2 separate regions of the Mus musculus genome follow, and region 2 is linked to region 1. The links are chromatin contacts, called in public promoter capture Hi-C maps. All regions are on one chromosome and are shown on one strand. The core of a region is the stretch at or near the end of the contact, and the rest is flanking DNA. Distances in the headings are between cores, read along the strand shown.

Evidence for each region. Promoter capture Hi-C pulls out the DNA fragments that hold promoters and counts their contacts.
Region 2: a contact with region 1 is called in a promoter capture Hi-C map of cranial neural crest. The contact joins the enhancer-like site here to the promoter of Rpgrip1l in region 1. A contact is called at or near these places in 6 of 39 promoter capture datasets (the 3T3-L1 cell line, cranial neural crest, frontonasal cranial neural crest and 3 more) and 3 of 9 other capture datasets (adipose tissue, embryonic stem cells and embryonic tail).

What each region holds. Positions count from the first base shown.
Region 1 is chr8:91,310,832-91,317,351 of GRCm38.p6, reverse strand. Rpgrip1l (Rpgrip1-like) reads left to right here and starts at 4,130. Exons shown (of 26, transcript NM_173431.2): 1 at 4,130-4,149. It overlaps Fto (fat mass and obesity associated), which reads right to left and starts at 3,827. Exons shown (of 9, transcript NM_011936.2): 1 at 3,732-3,827. The coding sequence starts at 3,776.
Region 2 is chr8:92,614,272-92,620,791 of GRCm38.p6, reverse strand. No RefSeq gene overlaps it. Among named protein-coding and RNA genes, the nearest start is that of Irx6, 57 kb to the left of the region's middle. Within about 2 kb of position 2,326, at least 8 of the 459 cell types and tissues checked have an H3K27ac peak or open chromatin away from gene starts, as enhancers often do.

The sequences.
Region 1 (6,520 bases), core at 2,881-5,380:
CATGGATACATGTATGTGCGCTCTGATAATCAACACAGAGTGAAGGATGTTTCGCTGCAAAGCCAGATGTTTAGTCCAGTCTTCTTCTCCCTTTGGATTTAGAGAGTATATAAAGTCTACAATACAAGCAACTGCAAGTAAAAAAGATATAACCTACGTTATTACAAAGAGAAAAGGAGAATCAAAGGTAATGACTATAGAAATGACAGCATCCAATTTAAAAAGCAAACAAGAAACTTTTGTGACTTCAGGACAAATATTTCAAAAGCTTAACACACTGGCTCAGGACTGTAATCCTAGCTTATTAAGAAGCCAAGGCAATAAATATACCTAGGAAATATGAAGAACTCATAAAACTTAATAAGCTAACAACAACAATAAAAATGGTTTAAAAAAATGTGAACACACACTTCACATGGGGCTTGGGAGATGGCTTGGTGCTGAAGATATTCTCAGAGGCCAGGTAAGTGCTAGGTAGGAGTGCTAGGGTTCTGCCTCTAGTCTCAGGACTAATAAAGCATGGCCAGGGACGACTCCCCACATCTACCTCAGTCCTCTACACAATGAGCATGCATAAGCATGCATCACTACCATTTATGTCCATACATGCATGCAAACACACCCATACACACCACACACACATACACACAAGAAAAAAAAAGAATACCCACATGTTCGTGAAGTATACGATAATATATAATATCATTGGTCATCAGGGAAATACAAATGAAGACCACAATGAACTACTCCCTCCTGGTCACCATGAAGGCTACAATGAAAAGACAAACAGTAGCAAGCTATGACAAGGACTTGAAGAAATCCTAACCCTCAAAGTCTCTATGAGCAATGTGGGGGAGCGCAGCTTGTGTGGCAAAGAGTGGCAGTTTCTCAAAATATTGAGCATAGTCTTATAATGTGACGAGCAGCTCTACTACCAGACCTCTACCCTGTCCATACAGAAACTAGGCTGCAACTGTTTAGGGTATCATTTTTTATGACAGCCAAAAAAAAAAAAAAAGTCAAATTGCTCACATAGCATTACATTTCCTTGACACAACTACAGTTACCTGGGGATCTAAATTAAGGAACTGCCTCCAGCAGATTGGCCAGTGGGTATGTGGATAATTAATCCATGATTGATATGGGAGGACCCAGCCCACTGTGGGTGGTGCCACCCTGGGCACATGGTCCTGGACACTATCAAAAAGGGCAAGCCAGTAAGCAATGTTCTTCCAGGGTTTCTGCTACAGTTCCTCCCAAGAGTTCTTGCCTTGGCTTTCCTCAATGATGAATTATCACAAGACAGTGAAGATAACATAAACACTTTCCTCCCCTGCTGGCTTTTAGTTGTGGTGTTCTATCACAGCAACAGAAAAGAATAGTAAGTAAATAAACAAACAAATATAAAAAAAAGTGGTGTGTCCAGAAATAGGAATGTCATCTACTGGGTAATGGGAAGCATGGATAAGTGTTATAAGATCTACGAACCTCGGCATGGATGAACACGTATGGTGAGTGAAAGCAGCCAAACAGAAAGGTCACATATACATGATTCTATTTATATGGTAATGTTCTGGGGCTAGAGATGGCCCAGTTAATGACGTGCTTGCCACAATCGAGAGGACCTGAGTGTGGATCGCCAGCCCCATGTAAAAAGCCAAGTGCAGTGCAGGCCTGAAATGCCAGCTCAGCAAAGGTGAAGATAGGAAGATCTCCAGGGCTTGCTGAGAAGCAAGCCTAGCTCAGTGAGTGAGCAGCTCGGTGAGTGAGCTCTGAGTTCCAGGAGAGCTCCTGTCCCAAAATAAGGTGAAAAGCAACTGAAAAAGAAACTCAGTGTGGAGCTTTCATCTTGACAGACACACACCAGCACATGCACCTGCATACATGCATACAGACGTACACAGATGACAGACACACACACACATACAATATCCATCAAAGGTGGCCCTAGCAAGCAAACAAACAAACAAACAAACAAACAAATTGCCTAGACACAGAGGTGAAATACTTTGGGAAATGGCAAATGGACGCATTACGCAGTGTAAATAAAGATACAGGATTTTTCCATGGCTGTTTTCCTTGTTAGCCTCCAACCTGTAAGAATCCAAATGCCCAGCCACAGGTGAGTGAATGAATAAGTGGAATCACACAAAGTGCACTACCACTCAGCCACAGAAACGGAACAATTGATAACATGTGCGTTAACACGTATAGGTCTCAAAAATTACTGTGATCAGTAAAAACGGCATCCGGGTATATGCTGTCTGCTTCGGCTTAGATGAAAAACTCTAGAAAGCATAGATTCAACAATCATGACTGATCGCATGACTGCCTGGGGGTAAAATAAAGAAATCGGCTGTAAAGAAATAACTTTTTAAAAGAGCCATGCCCTCTATGCAACTGGAACATTTTGCATATACGTACAGTCAAAACTTATCAAATTGTTCACAACAAATGACTGCAAGATTCTCTCTATACACTGGGCCTTAACTTAGCTGAACAGAAAGTCAAGCAATCACTTACGATTACTGAGACATTGTCTAGGACTTAACACAACTACCTGTGCTTCGCATCAGCCAGTACTTCAATGTCTTTCACAAAGAGACTAGAAATGGAGCTAGGAGATTAGAGAGGGGCAGCTCCTGATCCCTAATGCCACCTAGGAAACAAAAGGCCCTGAGCAAAGGCCAACTTCTGCCAGACTCCGTGTCCATGTCTGTAAAATACATAACTCAGGCCATTACACCCAAGACCCAAAACCCTTAGATTCCTAACTGACTTAGGAATCTTACAAGACAAAATTCTACGACAGCAAGTACTGTACCTGTTTTATTTCCTACTGATCCTCGCTGCCAGTATTTACCTACCATAGAATAAGCACCAAACGGCATAGCCAAGGGCCTTTGGCCAAATGAGCTACAGACAAGAGAGACTTTTAAGATGGGCAGAATCTGTTGTGTCCACTGAGGGGGACTGAATGCTGATAAGTTAGAACAAATCAATAGGTCCCAACTTTGGGGATGGGGGAAAAGGAAAATATTGAGCTTCCAGTGCTCATCTTCATAACGGACTGTTTATACTCTACCTATGTAATATCTGTCTTGCCATCTGCTGCAATGATATGAAATAATTATGCATTTAATGTAGGTGTCTGATACAAAAAAAAAAAAATGCTGCAAATAAGTCGCCGTTGCTGTTACTGTCATCCCAAGGAGTGTCCACTGTCAGAAAGCTGAACAGCAAGGACGGAGTCCAGGAATGTACTACCCACAGAAGCTATGTAAAGCGTATCTGATGTGCTGACCACGCAGACAAGTCATCTGGCCATTGAGGCAATGCTCCAAATAAAAACATGTCACCATACTAAATCTGTGGCTCAGCTGCGCTCGAGCTGAAAACACACAGGTGGTAAACTGGTAAACTGAGGCTCGAGAGTGGCTACAAATATAACCAAGGAATAGGGACAGAAGCAGGACAGGGACATAGATGTCTATCTTTTCATTTCTGACCAAGACTAACTGTATCCAGATCTGCATCCAGAGCAATATGAATTCACAGCACAGACGTGCGCGCGCACACTCACACCACGTCTGCAGGTCTCTTGCAAACAAGGCCCTGACACCCCTTGGCTTAACGCCGAGCATCCACTCAGCCATCCCAGCGGGTCTGCGGGTCCCCTGCCTCTAGCCCGGGACTAACACAGAATCCCAGACGCCCGGAGCCCCACATACCTTAGCTTCCCGCTCTCGTTCCTCCGCGGTCTGGACGCGCTTCATGCTGCTACTAAAGCCGCCTTCGCCACCGTGGGCCGTGTTCCCCCTCGCCCTGGACCCCGCCTCCTGTGTGTAGTTCTCTCAACGGCTCTCTCCCGCCTGGAGCCATTTGCTCTAATACCTAGAAGAACTACCCTTCCCAGAATGCTGCGCGAGACTCCCGAGTACTCCTTGGGCTCCGGAGCTGAATTTCTCCAGTCAGCTAGCAGGGCTAGCGTAGTCCGCTACGCGACCCGCCGACGGCCCGCACCCTACGGAGAACTACATTTCCCAGTGGGTAACGGGACTCACTGTTTTCCCGTGCTCCTCTGGGCCTGCAGAGGCTCGCGCCCTGGGCGCTATAGCAACCGGTAGCTAGCTGAGGGCGAACGCGGAGGTGAGTACTCTGTGAGGTGGGGGCTAATGCAGGTTGGCTGGCTCTTCCGCGGCCTCACAACTGAGCCTGGAGTCTGTTCGAAGCCCAGGATAGACCTGGGATTCTTGCGTGGAAAGCAGTCCATCCCGACACACCTCCACATCCGCAGGCCTGCATCTGACTCGCCCTGACCGCCCGCCCAGCCAGAAACGCAGCTGATAAGAATTGGCAACCCTAAGTCCTACAACTCAAAGGTCCCAGTCACATTTCACTCTGTTTCCCAGAAACTGGGCTTGGATGGTAGAACCTAAGCCTCCCAAGAGGCTTGTTACTGTTGTTGTTGTTGGCTTGTTACTGTTGTTGTTGTTGCTGCTGCTGCTGATTGTCGATTAGTTTTTAAAAGGGGGTCTCCCTATGCATCCTAGGCTGGCCTTAAACTAGCCTTTTTAGCCCATGCTCGTCTCAAATTCAATCAATAATAGGTCTTGCCTCAAGTTCCCACCACCACAATCAGTTTCTAGTGGCCTATCTTTTATTCTTTATTACTGTTTCTCATCTGACTACTCCCATAGTCTGTTAAAGCCATTACAGGGCAGAGACTTTGTTTAAACTCAGTGCCTGGCATTCATTCATTCATTCATTCATTCAATAAATGATAGCGTTAATGTCTACTATGTGACATCAGATAGCAGAAGAGGAACTATTTGGGGGAGGAAGGAGACCAGTGAGAGGAAGCTAGAGAGATGGGGGGGGGAGTGGTAGGGGACAGATATAAGCAAGAAACTATGATATAGGTGTGAAAATATACTAGGTTAAAAATGCATGACATGACAATGAATTACGATACAACTCTGGGATAATGACAAAGGCTGTTGCTGTAAGCAATAAGCCACAGCAGGGTGGTGGCACACTCAGGACAAATTCAGAGTCTACTCAGGGCATGGTGACACCCGACTTTAATCGTAACACTCTGGAAGTAGAGGCAGGGAGATCTTTGAATTCCAGCCAAGTTTATATAGTGAGATGACCCCCCCCCCCATTTTTTAAAGAAAAAAAAAACACAAGGAAAAAATAGAGAATTTGAGGCCAGTATGTTTAGTGTTCTTGGTGAATTTCATGTCAGCCTAGACAGCCTGGGCTTCCCTTGAAAAAGAAAAGTTAGAAACCAGGAAGAAAATTAACACAGAACAGTAAGGGAAACTCTAAGGAAAGGTCAGTTGGACTGAGCTCTGAAGTATGAGGAGACAGAAGAGCCTTAGGAGCAAGATAAAAGCATGCCATATGTGAGGAAAGCAGGGAAGGTTGTAAGTGGATCATAGCAAAGAGGGAGAATTCACTGTGCCATCTACCTACATCAGACCAGTAACAATTTTCTTCTCGGTCATGATAACCAGAAATATCACCAAACAACTAACTCCTGCATTAATGACCTTGAGCAATTGAGCTAGCTTGTCTTAGCTTCTGTTTGTATCTAATGACCTTGAGCAATTGAGCTAGCTTGTCTTAGCTTCTGTTTGTATCTCAGGAACCATTTGAGTAGCCATTGCTTACGCACACTGTAAGCACAGTGAACAATATGTGTTAGCATCAACTTCTGCAGACATTCTTTCAGATATTTGCCCCTAGCAGTGGTTCTCAGCCCATCATGAGTTCCAATCAAAGTTCCAGGCCCTCTCTCTAAGAGAGACTCTTCATGCACATATACGTAGCCACGTCTTCAAATTTCAGACACTGAAATCCAATTCAATCCCTTTATCCATTCAAGTGACTGTTTAATAAATGCTGCTCGCTGAGTGTGCCACCCTCTGTGCCAGCTTCTCAGACAGGTGAACAAGATGGACAAGCATTCTAACGTCTTGGTCTTCACATTCTTCAACCAACATTCTAGAACTGGAAAGTCTCTTCCTTACCAGGGTACTAACAGTTCACATCTAGACCTTTCTAGGAAGGTCAAAGTGGAAATCGAGAGTGTACGTTTTTCCTTATTTATTTGCTTACTATACACTGTATATTCATGTCCACATACAACACTAAGTTACTATGGTATGTCTCTATAGAGAAAAGAAACTGAAAGTTCTAGAACAAGCCATGAAGTAACAAAGGAGGGAGACAAAGTAAAATCACACTGTGAACAAATGGTGCCTCCTCCTTCACAAAGCCTGAAAGGGGCAGCCTGGGTGGGCACAGCATGTAGTCAGTGGGCATTTCGAGACACTTGACATCCCCAGCACATTTGCTAAAGGCCTTTACGTGCTTTTAGGATAACTATGAGATGGGTATAATTTGCTCTGTTTTTAAAATTAGGTAAATTTAATGACTTGGCCAACTATGAGAAGGTAGAACTAACTGTTTGACTCGAGTACATGGCCTGAGTTGTGGTTTGTTTTGGGTT
Region 2 (6,520 bases), core at 1,077-3,576, 1.3 Mb before region 1:
TCTGTCACCTCTGGCCAAGGTCTTGCTCCTGTGGGAGCAGGGACATGGCTGTTTTCAGCTCTGGAGTTCTTTTTGTTGTTGTTGTGTTTGTTTGTTTGTTTGTTTGTTTGTTTGTTTGTTTGTTTGTTTCGAGATAGGGTTTCTCTGTATAGCCCTGGCTGTCCTGGAACTCACTTTGTAGATCAGGCTGGCGTCAAACTCAGAAATCTGCCTGCCTCTGCCTCCCGAGTGCTGGGATTAAAGGTGTGCACCACCACGCCCAGCTCTTTTTTTCTTTTCTTTTCTTTTCTTTTCTTTTCTTTTCTTTTCTTTTCTTTTCTTTTCTTTTCTTTTCTTTTCTTTTCTTTTCTTTTCTTTCCTTTCCTTTCCTTTCCTTTCCTTTCCTTTCCTTTCCTTTCCTTTCCTTTCCTTTCCTTTCCTTTCCTTTCCTTTCCTTTCCTTTCCTTTCCTTTCCCTTTTCCTTTTCCTTTTCCTTTTCCTTTTCCTTTTCCTTTTCCTTTCCTTTCCTTTCCTTTCCTTTCCTTTCCTTTCTTTTCTTTTCCTTTCTTCCCCCCTCTCTCTTTCTTCTTTTTCTTTTTTCTTTTAACTCTGGAGTTCTATCTTGGTTATTGTGGGACTACTCTGTTCAGGACCTTCACCCACTTTTGGGGGTTACCCAAGCATTCCTCTTGATTCCTTCAGACCCTTGTTCACCGCAGGAACTAGTCATTGGATCTTAAGGGGCAGTAAATATATTTCTGGTTTTAAGCATTCTGGGGGACTCAGGCTCCGGACCCATAAATCAGCTCTATCCTTCACACCTTCATCCCAACATGGCAAACACCATATGGCAGGGCCTCCTGAGAAAGAAGGAGGAATCAGCAGTGCCAGGGGCTACCAGGTCCACCACCCAGTCAGTGACTCTCACTGGGATTTTTGCTGCATTTGCTGAGAACTAGAAATCTATGGGATCTTTTGCTAAGTGAATCCCTTTACCTTGGGTTCCCCTTTTTAATCCATAGCTAACACGCCAAACCTCCACTTAGCATGTTGCCTGAAATTACCTTTCCTGATCTGAGCATGCACACTTCCTGCTTCCTCTCAACTCCTTGGTTGATTATGGCCTCTGATGCATGCCAATATGTATTAATATTGTTATTATTATTGTCATCATCATCATCATCATGGTGTCTGAGAAAGGGTTTCTCTGTGTAACCACTTTGGCTGTTTTGAAACAGTCTGTAGACCAGGCTGGCCTCAAGCTCAGAGATCTGCTTGCTTCTGCTTCCTGCTGAGATTAAAGGTGTGCATCACTACTGCCTGGCATCAGTATGGATTTTAAATTAACTTTCAATGTGCATAGACTTAATTTTTCTTTCTTGTTTCAGTTGTCTGTAATGGCCACACATTACTGCCCAAATTAGCACTCAAAGATGGACCCCAGCCTCTCTGGGGAAGAGCATCACCGACAATCTGTCTTTGACCATTTTTATGGCTATCACTGAATAGCTCATGCTTCTAGAAACTGTGAGTCTACTGGCCTTGCCTGGTATCGGGACAGCTTCACCTGTATCTAACATAGCACCTGGGAAGGTACCGTGTGCAAGAGAGAGCAAGTTCAGTAACTCTTTTAAGACAGTGTTCTCAGTCTGTGGCTTGTGACTCTTAGGGGTCAAACAACCCTTTCACACGGGTAACCTAAGACCATCTGAAAACACAGATACTCACATTGTGATTCATAACAGTATAATTATAGTTATGGTATAACAACAAAAATAATCTTATTATTACTGTATTAAAGGGTTGCAGCACTAGGAAGGCTGAGAACCACTGTTCTAAGGCCACTCATACTATCCCAGGGGTGTCACCCTCAGAATCTTCTAGAATCCTAATCACCTCCTAAATGTTCAGCCTCCAAAGCCATTAACATTTGAATAACCTTCAATTTGGGAGCTGTGAACAGCCACCCTCTGCCATCTGTCTGGGATCTGAACCCAGGATCTGCCTTCCAGTCTAGACTCTCCCAGTGGAAACAAAGTTGGAAAAATACCAGGCAGGTAAATTGGGCTCTCTGAACATTTGTCTTGCTTTTTTAACAGCCCCTGATCTAGTGTCTGCAAGATCAGTCTACTTCCGGCAGGAAGAAACACCGGGCTCCCACTATCCCAAGATGGCTGCCAAGGGGTCTTTGAACAGACTTGTGCCATGCAATGTCGGGTTGGTTTCACAAGTACATAAACTAACAACGGAATCAAAGACACAAACAAGAACAAGCCTGTAATCGTGCAAGTCCGAGTCCCAAGGCGGGCTGCATGCCTCCGCCTCGCCTGTTTTCTTTGCGGGTGATTCCAGCACTGGCCCAGGCCATCTGTTCCTTGTTGTGGGTGGTTAAGTGAAATGGGCTGCCAATACAAATAGCCCACTTGAGGTTTGTTTGCATAAATTGTTTTGAAAGCTTCATGACGAATTTTCAGGATTACTTGCAGTGGTAGGGACCTCGGCAGAGGCGGAAATATAAATTTCGTGATGCCAGTTGGAATCTATTAATTTGCTCACAGCCCATCACCCTGGCTCTGCCGCTTAACCAACAATGTGACCTTGGGCAGGTGAATTAACCTCTCTGGTCTTTAGTTCCTTCATCTGCTCACTAGTAGGTGGGAAGGTAGCACTCACTTCATGGGATTGTGAATTTGAAACTAGGTAAGGCATAAAAAGAGCCCGGCATTGAGATCAGGATGAGAAGTGTGTGTAATGAATTAAAAATAAATAAAGTTTTTTTTTCCTAAGTGAGGGAAGAAGGCGTACATTTGGTATGCAAAGTCTAATCACAGGTTGCTTCCCAAATGCTTGCATTTGCCATGTTGTTTTCGTAAGCCTTGGGTTTCAAGATCAGAGAATGGGGCAAATAGAGAAGTGTGAAGACCCTAGATCCCCAACTCTACAGCCCAGGGTAAGATTTTACTGTGACCTCTGTAGTTACTGCCCCATGAAGGCTTTGGCTGGGCTCTTAGGAGTGTGAGCTCTTAGGAGGGTGGCCACACTGTGTCTTGGGTTCCGTCCCCAGTGCAAAGACTTAAGAAGCAACCTGAGGCTCCTGGGAACAGCTAGGATGTTTTCTGCCCAGGGTAGGGAGGGCAGGGCTTCCAAGCACAGGAGTATTCAGCTCACAATGTCATCAGGGTGTTGTGCATCACTGAAGCCAGGGGTCTTATCCTCTAGTACTGTTGAGCTTTGAGGGACCCTTTAGACTGTTGAATGAACTAGTCCATCTTAGGTTGATAATCTTAGGATAAGAGAAAGAGACAGAGGCAGAAGGGATCGGCACATAGGCACAGACACATGCATGCTCACCAGAAACAAAGCAGATGACTAAGTAGAGTGACTCAAAGAAGCAGACAGGGTGACAGAGAACAAGAAGAAAGGAAAGTGAGAGAGGAAAGACAGAGAGATGCACAAGAGAAGAAGGGATGGAGAGAGGCAGCTAAAACTCAGAGACAGACAGACACAGAGTGGGTGACAGACAGAAGCAGAGACACCTGTGCATAGAGAGAGGAACTGAGGCATGCCTGCACAGAGAGGAGGGACTCTGAGAAAAAGACATCAGAAAGCAACTCAGTGGCCCCCATAGTTCCAAAGCCCAGGGCAACAGAGTGGTACTCATGTCCCCTGGGACCTGTGTACCCAGAGACCGGCAGAAGTCAGAGAGGCCCACATTGGCTCTCCCCTGCCAGCTCTCTCTTAGCCCCCCATCCCTGCCCCACTGGAGGCATAATGTCTGCCTGCAGGGAGCTGACCTGATCCTTTCATCTTCTTGTAAGGCAGGCTAGGAGCTGCCCAGATGGAGTGGAGGTTTGGGCCTGTGGCCATGCCAGTCAGAGCATTTCCAACGATGACAGTTAAATTGTTGGGGGCCTCTGTTCTTCATTTACATCACAGACTCTCAGGTCCTGCGGACCTTCCCTAAATGGAAGCCAGCTGCCCTGTGCATAGGCTGAGCTTGCCTTGCTTCAGAAGGAAGGCCTCTGACTTTCAACTTAAATGCACCCCCGATTTTGACAAGCCAGAGTGCTTAACAGTATTTTATTGTTTGATTTCACCAAACTCGAGGACTTTCTTCTAGCTTGGAATAATGGACTAAACCTGGATGGGTTTGCTTCTCTTGGTGAGCACCGGCACCAGGCTGTGGGGAAAGTACCAGGTTCCCAAGTGCTTGTCCTCTGAGGTGACAGGGACCCCTGCTGTCGCAAAGCTTGTCTGGAACCGAATTTCCTGCCAAGTGTGCAAAGCACTCAGTCACTAGCTGAGGTTCCTTGAGTTTCTGTTTTATGCTCGCCTTGGGAGACATGCAGTTGCCAAGTGTCTCAAGTGTGTCCCTTTCGTTAGAGGTGTAGGGGGGCGGGATATGTTTGAAGTAGAAGGCTCAGTATCTTGATGTAGGGCTAGTGGACATGGTCCAGGGTACTTGGGCAAGCCAGTCTGTTCTCTCTTCTGTTGAGTGACAGGCTTTGAAGGTGAAGCCTCAAGTGTGTTCTGTGGTTCTCCAGCAGAGGTGACAAGATCTAAGAGACAAGTTTGGCTGTTGTGACTGAGTGGAGGCAGTGTCATAGACATGGGGAAAACACTCTGCAATAAGTATGGCTGTTCCCCTACTACAAAGAGTGACTTGACTTAAAAAACAAAACAAACAAACACACAACAAAAAAAAACCCCAACAAACAAAAACTGTAGTGTTCCTGCTGAAAATTCCCACTTCCATTGGGGGCAGACACAGTGGGATATGCGACCTGGCTGGCCCCGGGCTCATTGTGCAGATTTTGCTATGAGCAGATCCAGGAGAGTTGTGCAGTGTGGTAGCCCTGCAGGTAGACAGGAATACACAGGCAAATGTCACAGGCAGGGGCAGGTTGTGCTGGCGTTGGCCGGCGCATGAGCATCTTGGAAGGCCCTTGATAGGATAGAGTGAAAGCGGGAGATGCATCTGGGACCTAGGCCTTGGGTTTGCAAATGTCAAGAGCCCTTTGGATGCTCTGGAGCAGGAAATGAGACCTGGGAAGATTGAGCCAATCTGCTACACAGGTAAATGTCGTTATGTGTAGAGAGAGACAAGGGGCAGTATGAGAAGGTGGGACCATGTGACACAGATCCGCAGGGCAGGCGCATTCGTCTCTTTTCTATTGCTGTGACGACAGGATGGCCAAAAGCAACTTAAAGAAGAGAAAGATTATCTGGGACTCACGGCTTCATGGTTAGGGTCCGCAGTGTTGGACTAACTGGTACCAGATAGTTCTAACAACCTCTGAGAGCGTTCTTCTTGAACCATAAGCAGAAGGCAGAGGGATCCTCAAGTGGGGATAGCATGTGACTTTTGAGACATCAAGGGCTCAAAGTGACAGATTTCCTCCAGCAAGGCCACACCTTCTTAACCCTTCCAAAACAACCACAAACTGGGGGCTTGTTAGGGACATCTCATTCAAACAACCTTGGGCTGGTTCCATGGTCAGGGTCACATTGCCACGAGACACACCCTCCATGAAGGTAAGAATTCTTCCCTTCCACTGGGTCCACCTTCCCTGAGTCCTGTGTAAAATCATGGCTTAAATTATTTTCTATAATATCCATGGTCCATGAACCAGGACCATGAGACTCACAAGAACAGGTAAGAAAAAGGGACATTCCTGCTACCCTCCAACGCCCCGTTGAGTGCCAGGCTGATTTTGCAAGCTCGGGGAAGCAGGGGTCTGGGTGTGTGCTGAGAAGGTGAAGGTGTGGAGGTACCAGCCTGTAAGGGCTGCTCTGGTGATCACCCAGTGGCTGACACACAAGGTAGGCTCAGAACAGACCCTCTGTTGTCGCAGTGTCCGTGATAGTCAACATCCACTGCTGGCTCCAGGCACCCGGCCTGAAGATGGACCACTCCCTACCTTCTTGTACCTCAGCCCCTAAAGAGTGGATAAAAAGCAATGATGCCCTTACAAATCACCATGACCGTCTGTGGATTTATTTGTAATGGAACTGTATGTCTTAGTGGTTATTCAGACGGCATTGCTTGCCTAGGGATGCGGCTCAGTGGCACAGTGCTTGTGTAACCCACGCAAGGCCCCAGGTTCCACGCTCAAACCTGCCAAACCAAGCAACCAACATGACCCCCAACAGGAATCAAATCGAAGACCTTGCAGTGTGGCTTTAACCAAGGCAGCCTCTGGGGTCGCCCCTCCATAATAAGAAACCCACTTCTGCCTCTCAAGAAATAGTGATCTTCCAAAACTAAAAAAAATTGGTCCATGTCTCTACTTCTGGAATCTGCATCACACTACGTAGCGTGGTTTTTGCAAGGCTCAGAATGCACGTAAAGCACGGTGGCAACTGCAGACAGAACGGATGCTCAGTTCCCACGGATGCCTTACTGTGTCCAGAAGTCCGTATCCTGCAGTGTTGTATTTGAAAACTGATCCTCTAAAAGCCATGGGTGCTCAGCAGCGTAGTCAACAGCAATGACGCTGACTGTGACCCTGAAAATAGATTCTCTCTGGGGTGCATGACC